2 separate regions of the Zea mays genome follow, and region 1 is linked to region 2. The links are chromatin contacts, called in public Hi-C maps. All regions are on one chromosome and are shown on one strand. The core of a region is the stretch at or near the end of the contact, and the rest is flanking DNA. Distances in the headings are between cores, read along the strand shown. Region 1 holds the start of LOC103636511. Region 2 holds the start of LOC100280258.

The links. A called contact is a pair of places that touch in the nucleus more often than the background predicts.
Region 1: a contact with region 2 is called in a Hi-C map of leaf, with 1.9 times the contacts expected there. The contact joins the promoter of LOC103636511 here to the promoter of LOC100280258 in region 2. A contact is called at or near these places in 2 of 25 Hi-C or Micro-C datasets (leaf and seedling).

The regions. Positions count from the first base shown.
Region 1 is chr8:175,396,867-175,404,731 of Zm-B73-REFERENCE-NAM-5.0, forward strand. It overlaps LOC103636511, which reads left to right and starts at 3,033. Exons shown (of 2, transcript XM_008658853.4): 1 at 3,033-3,207; 2 at 3,209-3,953. The coding sequence starts at 3,166. The coding sequence ends at 3,529.
Region 2 is chr8:175,254,909-175,262,285 of Zm-B73-REFERENCE-NAM-5.0, forward strand. It overlaps LOC100280258, which reads right to left and starts at 2,230. Exons shown (of 6, transcript NM_001153186.1): 1 at 2,038-2,230; 2 at 1,728-1,879; 3 at 1,010-1,254; 4 at 781-909; 5 at 1-414. The coding sequence starts at 2,154. LOC103636508 (histone-lysine N-methyltransferase ATXR3) reads right to left here. Exons shown (of 7, transcript XM_020543382.1): 1 at 6,800-7,377; 2 at 6,597-6,694; 3 at 6,344-6,482; 4 at 5,361-5,636; 5 at 5,215-5,286; 6 at 5,010-5,120; 7 at 4,634-4,908. The coding sequence starts at 6,352. The coding sequence ends at 4,768.

The sequences.
Region 1 (7,865 bases), core at 1,783-4,282, 140 kb after region 2:
CCACCACCACGAGAGTACCGCCGGCGCTCAAGGGAGAAGCGACCGCACCAACCTGCGCTGCGCGGCTTTACCTTTACCCATTTTCCAGCCAAAGGCTTTGGTGCTCGGCGAGCTTTTGACCTCCCGCACGGGAACGGGCCACAGGGGCCGGGGGCGGGGACGGCCGGCCGGCCGGCGACGGACACAGTTCTGCATAGACTGCATTGCCGGTGCCGTGCGTCTCCGTGTGCGTGTGGGGCCTGCGAGGTGTCTGGCTGCTGCTTGCGCTTGCAGTGTCTGAAACTTTGAATATCTGCATGCTGCATTGCATGCATATGAGATATGAGCTTGTCATGCGTCTGTAGCTTCCGCGCTTCGCTAGTCAAGTTTACTGTTCTATCCCTGCTGTTGTTTTTTAAGGAAGCGGCAAAAAAACTTGCATGTTCAATATATTAGAAGAGAAAAAAAAAGAGAATCCACAAGACCGAAAACACACCGGAAAAAACAAAAAAAAGAGAAAAAAACAAAACAGAGAAACTAAAGTACAAAACCACCACCCACTGATTTATCTAAGATATACTAAAAACTCCTAACTTAATCTTTCACTAATTGTGCAACTTGGACCGTACATCTTTGCTGTCCCTAGAAAATTCTGTTATTTCTTTCCAACCATATATTCCATCAGAAGCAGATGAGAAGCCCATCGAAAATCTTCTTTGACTCCTTGCAGCAACGACTCCTTAATCTTTTCCACCAATCGTACAACGATCCCATGCTAGAAATGCCACTTAGAAAGGATAGATTGGCCCAAGAAAGGATCCTGCCCCACACCTCTGCAGAAAACGAGCAGTCTTTACATAAATGGGCCATAGTTTCCTGTGATAAGTTGTAAAGACAGCAAATTAGATTGCAAGGCCATCCCCGCTTTTGGAGATTGTCCGTAGTCAGAATTCTGTTAAGCAACAGGGTCCATGCGAAGAAGTGTCATTTGGGCTCAGTTCTCGCCTTCTAGATAGGACATATTTTGATTTTACAAAAAATCATCGTGAACTGAATTTTGTATGCGCTGCTTGAGCTGTATTTCCCATTCGCTGTCCACCACCATAAAATAGTATCATCGAGATCATTGATTTTATGTATGCTATTGATACCTTGCCAGAGGGAGATGAATTCTTTTATTTCATCATCTTGTATGTAAGGAGAGCAGAAGTGCATCCAGCGATTGTTTCTAAGGGCTTGGCACACCGAGATATTCTTCCTCTTTGCTTTCATGTATAAGGTTGGTGCAATGTTCCTTGGCGCCCGACCCCGAATCCAACTCGATCTCCAGAAATCAGTCATTTTGCCGTTTCCAATTGTTATAGTTGTGGATGCATTGAATAGATCGACATCTGCTTTATCACAAGGGAGTTGCAAGCGAGTACATGCTTTATCTTTATCCGTCCACCGAAGCCACAACCATCGAAGTCTTAACGCTCTTGCAAAGTGCTCTAGATCAAGGATGCCTAGACCCCCTTATTCTTTGGTAAACAAGTTGTGGCCCAATTCATCATACAATTACCCCCTTTACATGAATCCATATTTTCTCCTTTCCAAAGGAATTTTTTCCTGATCTTGTCAATCCTTTTAAGTAACCATTTCTGAGCTGGGAAAACATTTAGTAGATAAATCGGTTGGCGGTTGCGCGGTCAACACAGATTTAACCAAGGTTTTCCTACCTGCCTTTGAAAGAAGTCTACCTTTCCAGCTGACTAGCCTTTTATTGATTTTCTCTATTATAGGCTGGATTTCAATTCTTTTTATATTCCTGAAGTGTAGAGGTAGTCCGAGATACTTTCCAGGGAATTTAGAGTACTTGCCAGGAAAAACTTCCACTAAATTTGGCCATTCTAGATAACGTATCGGGAAAATTTTCGTTTTTCAAAATTGATCTTTAGACCCGAACAACCTTTGAAAGCTTCCAGAATTCTTTTCAGAACTTTGAGGTCTATTTTATCTGCTTTAACAAACACCCCCACATCATCTGCATATAGAGAACAACGAAACTTCGCCCCATTGGGTAATACCCCGCCCAAGAGCCCCTCATGAGCTGCCATTTCAATCATACGCTGAAGGAGGTCTATTGCGAGAATGAAAAGAAAAGGCGATAGTGGGTCTCCCTGACGCACCCCTCGCATGTGCTTGATTGCTTCAGTTTGTTGACCATTAATAATGATTTTGGAAGAAGATGAACCAAGGATGGTGGCTATCCAATCTCTCCACTTTTGGGTGAAGCCGAGAGCTCTTAGGACATCTAGGAGATATGCCCAATTAAGAGAATCGAAAGCTTTTGATATGTCTAGCTTGACGTAGAGCTGCCTGTTTGCTCTTGTGAAGTTTTTTAATTACCTTCTGGACATAGAGGAAGTTATCATGAATTGATCACTTTTGAATGAAAGCAAACATAAAGAACCTTCACCCAATCACTCCCTTAAAAAATATTTTTTTTCTCTCTAATATTAAAGATATCAATATTTATAATATTAAATATAGATTAACTATGAAATATATATTTACAATAAATTAGTTAGGATTACAATATTGGCTAAAAAATTAATCAAATATTAACTACTTGCAGCACACATTATTCTTCAGGGAACACGTGGAGTACAAAAAAAAATCGGGAGTGACGGTGACCTAAATCTGCAGGCTTTGTCATTACTCCAACAGTTTGTATGCTCCTCCAAGTCCACGCATTCGCGAAAAAAGAAACAAGAGAAGACAACCAAGGCGAGAAAAAATGTCCCCCCATGGGGAGGAAGAGGAGCAAACAGCGCACCGCCGAGGTCAGAAAGGCTGCACTGCGGATATTGAAAATGAAAAACGACCGTGAACTCCGAACAGCAAAAACTCTGTATATACCACACATAGAAGACATTAAGGTCTTATCGAGATTTAATCAGATTCGCATTAATTAATATTAGATTGGTATGAATTAAAATAAAAGTCCAAGTAAATTTTAATAGAAGTACCTAATACTCTCTCTGTTTCTTTTTATTTATCGCTGGATAAGGAGTACATGATTTCAGCGAGGGATTCGAACAATATCCAAACAAAACCTCAAGTGGCAAGCGTGTGGGGGTGGGGGAGGGAGAGGCTACAACCACGCACCAGTAGCAGCAGCCTCCACTACATAACCAACCGGCTATGCAGCTATGCTATGCTATGCCCTTCCTCCACATACAAGACCAACCGCAGATCAACACACGCAACTCACTCACTCTACTGCCTATCACCATCCTCTTCGCCTAGCGAGAAGGGACGCCATCCATCCATCCATCCATCCATGGAGCTCTTTGCAGCAGCCGAGGAGAAGCCGTGCAGGCTGTTCAAAAAGAGGAGCGGCGGCGGCGGCAAGGGGGGCATGGGCGTGCGCGCCGACGGCAGCGGCAAGGGCGGGTCCTTCTCCGGGCGGTGCGCGCGGCTCGTCAAGCAGCAGCGCGCGCGGTTCTACATCATGCGCCGGTGCGTCACGATGCTGGTGTGCTGGCGCGAGCGCGAGTACGCCTGAGTCCCGAGTCCTACGACTGGCAGAGGTTGCGGCGCCGCATGCAGGATGCAAGCAAGCTGAGACGAAAGGAGGAGGAGCAGCAGCAGGCAGCAGCCGAGCAGGTCCAAGAAGATGCTCGATCCGTCTCCTCTTTTAACCAGGAACCAAGAACCTTGTGTAAAGAGAGGATCTTTCTTTCTTTTTCTCCTGCTTTGTGCTCTTGTTCTTTTAGCCGTTGCAGGAGCAGAGAGAGAGCTATGCAGGCTAGATGATCACGGCGCCGCGCTGTTCCGATGTAATGCGAGCATCTAGTTTCTAGTATACAGGAACCTGAGCTGTTTAGCTAGTTGCTGGTGCCTCTGCGCCCCCTGTCTTGCGCCTCCTCGATGCCGTGCGGTCGTTCCTCATCGGAGACCGAATCAACTGTTGCTCTGCTATTTCTTTACAATTTCCGCCTGCAGTCCGTAATAATCCTGAAAAGCGGTCCAGAAAATTATCACCAGTTAGCTTCTCACTGCCAAATGCATGTGTCGGATCAGCGATCACCACGTTACAGCTACTTTAGTTTTTGAGGACATATCTGGTGCACATGGAGGATTGGTGCACATGGTGCACATATTAAATCACCATCACTCATTTTAAATCTAATGTCTCTAGTTGATCATTCAATTTACAAATAACACCTTCCACCATTACACACCACCACGTTGGAGGGTGTCCTTAGCAAAATATACCAAACAACTAGAGACGTTAGATCTAAAATGAGTGGTGATGATTTAATATGTGCACCATGTGCACCAATCTTCCATGTGCATTAGATATGTTCTCTTAGTTTTTAACCTTGATACTGAGTCACTGGCAGGGTTTTACGGATGATAATCACCTGGACTTACCATAATTGCATTATGTAGTAGTCAAGGCCGAAGAGGGTGTTTTGCCATACTACTCTCGCCACTGTAGACGCATATGGAGGCAAGGTGAACTAGACAATCTATTTGACAATTAGAGGGTGTTTCATGCTTCACACAATCACACCAGAGCAATGCATGTTTACTCTCTCACTTTGAAATCACCCAAATTTGGTATTGCTTAGAAAATTTATTTTGTAAGGCTATATCCATCATTTTACTCATTCTCATCTCTCATTTTCAAACTTCTTCACAATGTAAAATATTGTTTTGCACCATTCGTTTTTTCTTCCTACAAGAAGGGACAATGAGATTAGAAAAGCTGTGTTTTTTGCGCAGCGCCAAAAATCCATCCAGTCTGTGTTTGTGAGTGCTTGCACAGCGTACTTGCAATCTCTCTCAGGTCAGGCGTCAGACATATAGATGGCCAAACGGGCCAGCCCGGCCCGACCCGTGGTCGGCACGTCCCGCCAGGCCCGGCTACCGAATCGTGCCGTGCCAGATGGGCCGGCGTGCCGCTGCCGCGGCCCAGGCACGGCCCGTCAGCCTGCTAGTCGTGCCGGGCCGGCCCGGTGGCACTATGGTCCATCTGATTATATTGTATAATTTAGCAAAAAATGTGCAGTTTTGGGGGTTTGAACTCACACAACCTAGTTCATAAGAGGCTTAAACGCATCCATCTAACCAGTGCAGATGTAGTTTTATTGTGTTATATGTTGAATTCTTATACTTAATATATGTAAACTATTATTTTTAAAATAAAAAATGTAACCGTGTCGTGCCCGTGCCAGCACTACGGGTCGAGATAGTGGCCCAGGCCCGGCACTATAGCCGTGCCGTGCCAGGCACTGGTACTATACTAACCGGGCCGGGTCGTGCCTGAACCGTGCTTTTTCGTGTCGTGCCTGGGCCGGCCCATCGTGTTAGTGCCAAATGGCCATCTATAGTCAGACATCTGCCGCGTCTATCTAGATACGATACATATACATACACCAGCAGAGGCTGTTTTACAGTCGTCTACTACGACTACAACTAAGACTACGAGCATGCCAACCCACTGTTCATCCAGAGCAGTGCACCAGTATTAACCAGAGTATTCTAGTAAGCTAAGCATCATCATCACCATCCATCCTCTGCAATGACCTCTGTCAATTGACAGGAGGGATGCATTCTTTGGGTTTGGAGGCCTAGCTCTGGCCTACTAGTGCTAGCATGACTGACGGCACCAGTTTTGCATTCCTGCCACGCATATTCCCCTGCCCATGCTTCCTCTTGCTCTGCATCTCGCCCTTTAAACTAACACGCTGCTCCTCTTACGTCGGAGCGGGTTTGTTTCAGCGATCCATCGATGCTGAAGATGCCAGGGACGGACCCATGCTCGCTGCCATGCTATGCTACTAACGCTTGCATTGCATGCAGCGCAGGATCATCAGCTGCACCACACCAGTGGTCCTGCGATCCGCCAATGGAGGTGGAGCGAGAGTCCTCGCTCCCCAGCAGGCCTTTGCAGGTAATAAGCCAACAGAGGATGCACGATGCAGCAGGAGCCCCACCTCGCGCACTGTCTCTCGATGCAAGCCCAGCACGGGCACGGCCGCCTGCATACGGCTTCTGCCTTCTGAATGGACGCCTCTGTGCTTTGTACCGCAAGGCCGGCCCGGTCCTGCCGGAGAGTTCATCCATATCCGACATGTACTGTTTGGGTGCTGAATATATACACTTTTTTTTAACAAAGAATTTCGAGGACATATGGCTTGCTGAGGCAAACTGAAGAAGTAAACGTCACTGTTTCACTGCTGACCGACGAAAATGCTTGTGGTTTTTGTAGAGGCTAGTCATGGCAGGGTAGCCTAATGTTTGGTTTGCTGGCCTTCAGCACGGACGGCCCTTCTTGATGCATGCAGAGCTAGCCGTTGCTGGCACTAGGGATCTAACCGTGGTGGATGCATGGCGGTGATCAGAACGAACGCTGTTGCACCTTCAGACATCCTTCCTCTTGTCGAGGGTATCTCTCTGCATCTTGCAGTAGCCAGCAGTAACCTGTGCGGTCAAGCGCTGTTCCGTGATGCTAGACTCCGAAATGCTTAGGGTGTCTGCAGCGCAGCTTATTCCATCGTATTTTCTATTTTAAATTTTACTCTATTAACAACGCTATAATAAAAATTATTCAATTCATTGTTTTTATTTGTCACGGTTTATTTCCAAATAAACTAGTGAGCGACAAATATTCGAAAAAGGTAAATTATTTTACGCAATCATATATACACGATCTTCTGGATAGCCAGTAATACACGATCTTCTGGATACAGTAGCCAGTGGCATCCCTGCTTAGAAAATTCTGAATGTCCGGGCAGTCGCTGCAGACAGGCGATTCAGGAAACTGAGATGGATTTGGTTGAGGAGCTTGATTCGTTGAGGGGGATTGCAATAGCTGATGAAAATCAGATCCCTGCTTTATCATCTGGCCACAATACGCCTTCGGTGGCAATCCGGCCTCCGAAACATTTACTGGATTGAAGGGGATTAAGCTAGAAATAAACTAATTTTCTCCTCAATCTCTTTTAATCCCGAAGCATATTTCAGTTTTCAAACTAGCCCTCATAGCCAACATCTTCACAAGTGGGAAAAATTCGTTCAATGCCACTCATTAACATGACCATCCAGAAAACGCCCCACACATAATGCAATACTTCTCGCATTATAGCACTTTGTATAGTTGGTCCCGTTTCTTTTTATTTTTTATTTGAAATTAACTTAAAAATGATATAGAACAAAGACCAGAAATACTAGTTTTCTACACAACAAAATCTAACTTTTTAAATTCTGCATATGATACATTTTTGCTATTTTTTTACCATGACCAAAACTATTTTCCCCGATTGCACCATACAAATCAGTCTCCTCGAAACATTACTATTTTTTGGTATTAACGATTTTTAATATCCTAATTTCAAATTACAAATATTTGTTATTTTTAAGTTAAATTAAGGTTAGAATTAAAATGAAACAAGACTAAATAGACAAGGTGCTATAATACGAGAAGAATTGCATTAACTAGGAGCTTTTTCTAGATGTTTTACTAGCGAGAATATTTTCTAGATGGTCAAGTTAAGGAGTGGCTTTGAATGGATTTCTCCTCAGAAGTGAGGGTGAAGCGCGCGAAGCAATTGGAGGTGTCTCCAATTGCTGTTGTGAGCAATAATCTATTCAGATTGGCCAATTCCCGTTGCATTTTGGGTGGGCAAAATGTGAGAAGAGGGAGAGGGATTAATCAGATTATGGCCGCCATGGTTGGTAGCAGTGAGCTTTTAGGCTTGGCGCGGACACCAGCGTGAGAAGGGAATGGAAGTTTTGGGCCGAGTAAACAAAAGGCCCAGCCAGAAGGCACAATTCGGGCGCAACATTGTGGACCTTTTCTCGTCCTCGTCCTCCCCTGCTACGGTGCTACC
Region 2 (7,377 bases), core at 980-3,479:
TGAAGTTGCCGACGAAGCTGGTGTCGTTCAGCTGCGGCAGGGTCGGCCTGTGGAGCGGCAGGGCCTTGTCGAAGCTCGCCGCGGAGGAGGATGGCGCGTCGGGGTACTCGTACTCGAGGATGCCGGCGACGGTGGTGTTGTCGAAGGTGGCCGGCCTGGCGGTGGAGTAGGGCTTGGCGGACATGTAGTAGTTGGCGCCCGGGTAGAAGGGCTTGGCTGCGAGGAGCACGTTGGTGGTCTGGCCCGGGGCGATGGGCAGGGTGTCGACGGTGAAGGGCTTGACGTAGACGGCGTCGACCTCGACGACGGTGAGCGAGTGGTTGGCGACGGAGAAGAAGAGCTCGTCGTTGAGCGCCGCGTTGATGAGGCGGAGCATGTACGTCTTCCCTGGCTTCACCTTCAGCTTGTACGTGTCTGCATGCCACACATTTAGTGGGTGGAACGTTTGGCGATAGATAGACATCGACGGCGTTCGACGGAATGGGAAAGCGCACCTATCTGGATCTGGATGCGTAACTAATATTTTTGTTTACGTAACACCGGCCCCGTTGGACCCACGCTGCCGGTACGTATGCTACGTTTTTTTGTGTAGCCGGATGTGTTCGGTCAAATACGAGTTGGATCCCATATATGACAGCGACGCTGTGCGAACATTCCCACAATGGCGCCATAGCTACCTTCCTTTTGTGATTTGAACACCTCATCCGCGTGTGGGTGTAGACCTTTATGTGTGCTTGCGACTAATCCAAACAAAAAAAGAAGTTAGGAGAAAGAAAGCACCTTTGGCAGAGCAATTGTAGAGCGGTCCTGGCAGGCCGTTGATGGTGTGGGCGTCGGAGACGTTCGGGCCAGCGCCGAGCTGGAGCGCCTGCTCGACCACCACCTCCGTGTCCGCCAGCCACCACTCACCTACCACGGCGCACAGAATCAGCACACAGGCCAGCAACCCAGCGAGGCAGCGACGCGAGCGGTCGCTCCGCCGTCGCTCGCGCGCGCCGGGGCTACTCACCGAAGATGACGGGGACCTCCTTGTACGGCGCCGGGAACGGGTAGGGGACGCCGGGCCTGGGCAGGACGACGAGGGGCCCGTAGACGGTGGCGCGCAGCCAGGAGATGTGCGCGTGCCACCACAGCGTGCCGCGCTGCCCGGCGACGGTGTAGTTGTACACGTAGCTCTGCCCCGTCTGGATCGGGCACTGCGTGATGTACGCCGGCCCGTCCGCCCACCCCGTGCGCAGCTGCCGGATACCGTGCCTGCATGCATGCAGCAGCTAGCAGTCAGCTTCATCAGCAACCGTACGTGTTCGATGTTCATTCGATCAGAGGCACATTATAATAATATTATGGAACAATTGGATATATACCATTAAAAGATCCAAACTTTAGATATATACCATGGACCCCGCATGTCATTGACTCATGTGAACCCACATGTAAATGAGATAGCAATGGTATGGATCCAAAGTGGTGATCTTTTAATGGTATGGATCCAAATTTCCCTAATATTATTATAGTATATAATATGCTACGTAACGAAATGATGATTCGGATTAATTAACGAGCTTCTGCTGCTGGTGTGTGTGTATATGTTGCGCGGTGCTAATTACAATTTACAAGTGGGTGGTACGTATGGTGCACCAACGCGCGCACTTAAATTTTGACTTGCATGGCCCGGCCGGACACCGGGCGGAGGGAGGCGGTAAGCGAGTACGATCAGATCACTTTACCAGTGCAGCGAGATGTTGTGCTGGGCCTGGTTGGTGACGCGGATGATGAGGCGGTCGCCTTCCCTCGCGACGATCTTGGGGCCGGGGAACTGCCCGTTCACCGTGACGATGCTCTTGGTGGCGCACAGCCGCGTCACGTTCGCCATGGTCACCTGCGCATGCATACATACATGCGAATTATAATGTAGGCACATGCTGCATGCATATGCGTCCATGCATTTTATGCACAAGTTGACAAGTAGAGTAGGTAGCATGAATGATACACATAGACATGCATGTTGTGGAACTAGCTCGATCGAAGACAACGTACATTGAAGTCGTAGTGCCTCGTGATGCCTTGCACTTGGACGACAACGGAGGCGAGGAGCATCAGTTGGGCAGCCGCCATGAGGAGGGAGGAGCATGGAAGAGCAGAGGAGATCGCCATGGCCGGCCACGCTAGTTGATGATGGACTGGTTCAACCTCTAGCTCTAGGCTCCGATAAGCAGCTATCCAGAGTTGCTCTTGAGGTCTAGTAGAGGGGGGACGACACGGCCGGCCAGGCGATCGAAGAGACGGAGGAAGAAGAAGAAGAACGATGTGTGTGTTGGGACAGCCAATAGGGTCCCCTCCTCTCCATATATAGCGCGACGTATAGGCAGCAGCGCTAGTTAGCAGTACATATGTCAACTACCTACCACCGCCATTTTCTTAGGCTTTCTGCGTGGTCGACAGGAACGACGCAGCTTGGGCAGGACTATGCAGTTCGGTGTGTGAGTGATTCGGTAGATGAACGATCAAGGGCAGGCAGGCAGGCGAGCTGCTCCGGTCGAGCTATAGCTGGAGGGCTCTAGCTTCGGAGTGTGGCCAACGTATGCGGCAACGACGATCGATTCATCTCTTTTTGACCATGCATGCATGCACCACTACTGGATCGCTGCTAGTTTAGTTTTCGCGATTCTGCATGCCGTCACATACGTTTTTCTGGTGCAAAAAGTTCGTCGAAAACTGGAAGGTAAACTGTACGCACGAAGAGTAGAAAACCGTCGTCTCCCTTGATTGGTAGTGAACCAGTGATGAAGGAAATCACGTCGCGCGCGATACCCCACTCCCACCTGTTAAATCTAAAAAAAATAGTGACAAATCTTCTCGCGGAATTCCCCCCGAATTCAAACAGCTTGCTCTGCATACATGTCTCTCGAAAGATCTTGACAATTGAATGTGTTGATGGATATGGTTCATTGGTCCTAACCCGTCCGTACTCGCTGGTTTTGGCACCTGACTAAAATCAGTGAAGAGAAGTGTCAAAATCTACAGATAATACATGATCTACAAGCGATTGCAAATCTTGTTTTTGAAGCAAATAATATGTATCACTAGTACACAGAAGCTCTATAGTGACGGTCCTAGAGCTATTTGCACTATCGTTTTTCAGTGCCGCCAGTGTTAGAGGCCAGTAGAAATCGGCCTTTTTCACATGCGGTTGTTTGCCAGCGTAAATAACATTATCACTGACGGTTTTCTTTAGCAGTCAGCTAGTGTAAACATCATTAGCACTGACGGTTTGCTTAAGAAACCGCATGTTGGCGGTGTCTTAAAAAGACCGCATGTGAAAATGATGTTTTCACATACGGTTACTTAAGAAAACCGCCAGTGCTGATAATATTATCACTGGCGGTTTTCTTAAGCAAATCGTCAGTGTAAATGTCATTTAGTATTGGCGGTTTGCTTAAGAAACCGCATGTGGAAATATATCGCATATCACCCTTCACACTTAATAAAGCAAAATTGATTGCGCACAGACCTTGACGTTGAAAAATAACATGTTTTCCTGCATTTTGACAGTGCCACCTAGATTTTCGCATGCACCAAGAAATAAAATAAGAAGGCCTTTTAGATGATATCCACGAATGTTACTTCCTAGTTAGGTTCTGCGGCTTAATCAAAACATCACACAGACAATGCACGATTCACGGGGCCCACCAATAATAACTCTTGGGAGGAGGGATTTTTTTTCTTGTTAGATATTAAGGCCCGGTTTAAATGTAATAGAACTAACGTATCGTTTGGTTACACAATTGTTGTAATGTCATGTGTAACAGATAACGTTAAATTGTATTTGTTTAAATCTAACCGGAATTAGATACCACAATGAAAACCGATACCGGTCTATTCAAACTTATTACCGCTATCAGTCGAGTGTAAATCATCACCGTTATCATTTACGTTACAACGCGTGAACTAAACAACACTTAATAGTTAGATACAAATATCCAAACAACCTAGCTTATAATTCAACAGTTAGCTACTTTTAGAAAATTATCTAATTGTTAGTCAACTATTTGTTGGCTAGCTAATTACTAGTAACTCTTTAGCCAACTAACTATTAGCGATATTGCATTCAGTCATGTCCTAAATCAATTGAAAAACAAGCATGTTCCTCACTGTCATCAACATGGTAAAGTAACTTCCTACCGCGTTCCCATTTCTCCAAGTGCAGAAGTCGCTGGACGCAGGGTTTTCACCAACAGTTCACTGAATCTACGAGCTGTAGGGTGTGCGTGTGTTTAAGAATGGAATGCGTGATCCCTTGCCATGGATAGCAAGACACCCATCTGTCCAGTAGGTGCTAGTGTGCTACCTGCATGGGTTGGTGTCTTAGCGTGTCTTCTTTCCTTGTACAATTCCCAAAGGAGAGAAGGATGCCTGACCCAACACGATTGAGCGATGCAACGTTTCCTCATCACATACTTTATTGACCGAAAAAGAACCAAGGAACGAGCCCGCGGACAGTAAAGTGCGTGCGTTGCAACGGGAACGTATAATAATACGATAACTTATATACAAGTGTGTGTTATATTGTCAACTTTTGCATCATCATACATACATATAAATTCTTTTTTTCTTGAACAACGCGGAAGAGTTGTGTGTCATTTCATTAATACATAGTACACAGAGGGGGTTACTCCCTCCAAAAAAATACGTCATGCACATCATACACATAAATTCTGACCAATAATCAAAGAATGATATTACATAACCACAGAAGCAATGAAACAGTTAACATTCACAAGGTTGGAACCTGAACCTTAAAAGGATCTTACTTTGCTTCGCAGTTAGGGTTGCAGGAGTGACAGATTCTACTCGCGTAGTTGGCCGCATAGCATCAACAAAAACCAAGTCATATCCATCTCGGTCTCCCTTCCATCATGACAGAACTAAAATGTTAATAGGATAAAAAGACCATGAATTGAAATGACCAGTTACAAGTTAGATCTCATTAAAATCAGACTCAACACAACCTTTGGCCTTTCTAACATAATGTTGTAAAACTCAGGAGCTTGATCTTCACTGTTGTTTTGTATATGTTTAATACCATCTTGCTTTTCGTACCATCTCCAAGAAGGGTAAACCTGCAAAGTTTATAAATCAACATATCCATGGCTGCTATACTACTGCCACTCGATCTAGGAGTAGAATGGATGAATATTAAAAACTAAGGCATACCTCCCCAAAGAATTCAACAACAAAGTCATCTACACCGAATCCACCTTTTTTGTTGCAAACAACACCAAGACCCTGTAAAAGATGCACCAAACATGTCAAAAAGGCACAAGAAATGACCCTGAGTTAATAGGTTGCTGAAGGCATACCTTTCTATAAGCAACAAAGTTCTGATCACAGCGATTTCTCATGGACTTTAGCATCCCCAAGCACATCTTCAAATTTCGTTTGTCACCACTATCCTCCGCGGACCTTTGAATTTCTTCAATGACAGGCCTAAGGTTGTAAGTCATAGGGGTATTTCCCAAACCAGTGAAATGCCTAACTTGCTTATTCAATGCATTCAGATGCAACTGCATTGAAAATCGGCTTTGATCACTTGAGCCATCACAGTGAAGAAATCGGCTTGCATTTGTGTCTCTGCCCTGCGTAAGTGAGCACGTGAAATCTCTTATATCTCTTAGTAGTCAAATACTCGTACGTTGCAACGGGGAAAAAGTGTAAGAATAAAATATGTATGGTCATGTGTTGTGTTGTTAATCAAAATTAAATCGACTTTACAAAAGTAGTGATTGTTTATAATTTGGAATGGAGTTCCAACATCCCCTTGGCTGCACCCTTGGAAGGCACTACATATTGGACACCAGTTCTTCTACCTAAGCCACTGGTAGCACACATGGTACCGGTGCTCGCAATCTCGCATGACAGCCTCCCAACCTCTTCACCCTTCATGTACATTTCTTGGAAGAGACATGGCAGCCTCCCAACCTCTTCGCCCTCCACACACTCTTTCTAGAACAGACGGATAGAAGAGACAGAGACGTTTCAAGTTTTAGTGGTACATAACAAAACATTTTTGCATCAGTTTTGTTGGCTATGAACATGAACAAGACTGAAAAAGATTAAATCCAAAAATTAACAATAGTGGAATGGAAAGCAGTACATGCAATTATGTCATGCAAACTTCATTACCAAACACTATTGCTATGAAGTTTAGATGAATCAGAATAGTTTGTTGTTGAAAACATTTTGGTTTTGAAGTGCATTTAAATATGACAGGAGAGATAATATAACAGCAGGTCACATTCAATAATTGTAGATGTGCAAACCATGTGTAACTGTATGCTGATACCATGTGCATTTCAGGCCTGTTTGTTTGTGTTCCATGCAGACTTGTCCGGCAAGGATGCAAGCAAGCATCCCTTTCAAAATTTGTGCTAGAAATTTCTAGCAGTGGTGCATTAAAAAATACGTAGAGTTTACCAGGATATCTGTGAAAACCCAGTATATTAAGGCATAGTAAGTAATAACATAAAATCGAATCATTTGCCTTTGTGCTTCTATGATAAAGTCATAAAGATAAGCCGGGGTTATAAGCAACTTACCTGAATGTCCAGAACAATTGAGCCCAGCTTGCTCTGTCATTTGCTCCGTGTGCAATGTGTCAGGTACATAATCAGCTTGCTTTGTGGTAGTGGAATCTCTAGAACAGGAAGCAGATTAGAACAAAGTTAGCTATGAACCACTGCTTTATAGGCCCCAATCTCGCAAAAGCAGTATCTATGAACCACTGCTCCGTCGATCTCACCTTGAGGGACTTCGCCTTCTACCCTGCATCGCCTGCTTAAACTTCACCGGCAGCGGCCACCGCCAGCAACTTACCAAACAATGCTAGGCATAACCATTAGTAAACTGAAAGTGATACACCAAAGTTGCAATGAATACCTTTAGGAACTTGATCAAATCCAAAATCTAAAGTGGATGCAAACATTCATGGAGATATTGACCAGGTGGGGTTGTTAAGGAAGTTGGTGTCGCGATAGGAAAATGTATTTTCCTCTCCCAACTTTCCTAACAAATTCATAGTCATCCTGCTAAAGTGGATTGCTAAGTGTGATATTTTTTTTGCATATTTGGCAATACCCCCACACCTATTCTACATACAACTATTTTAGACTCCAGTCCTGTCAAGTACATATGAATATCAAAGCAACATTAAACCAGGCCAAGCTCAACGCCAATTGTGTTGGTACAAGAGTCAAATAGACAATAGCGAAGCTCAATGGTCATGATAAATATACCAAATATTGATTACAATCTAAAATCAACTTTTAGCTAATCGCATTTACTAATTCAAAACCCATGTGTATGGCAGTAGATTCCACG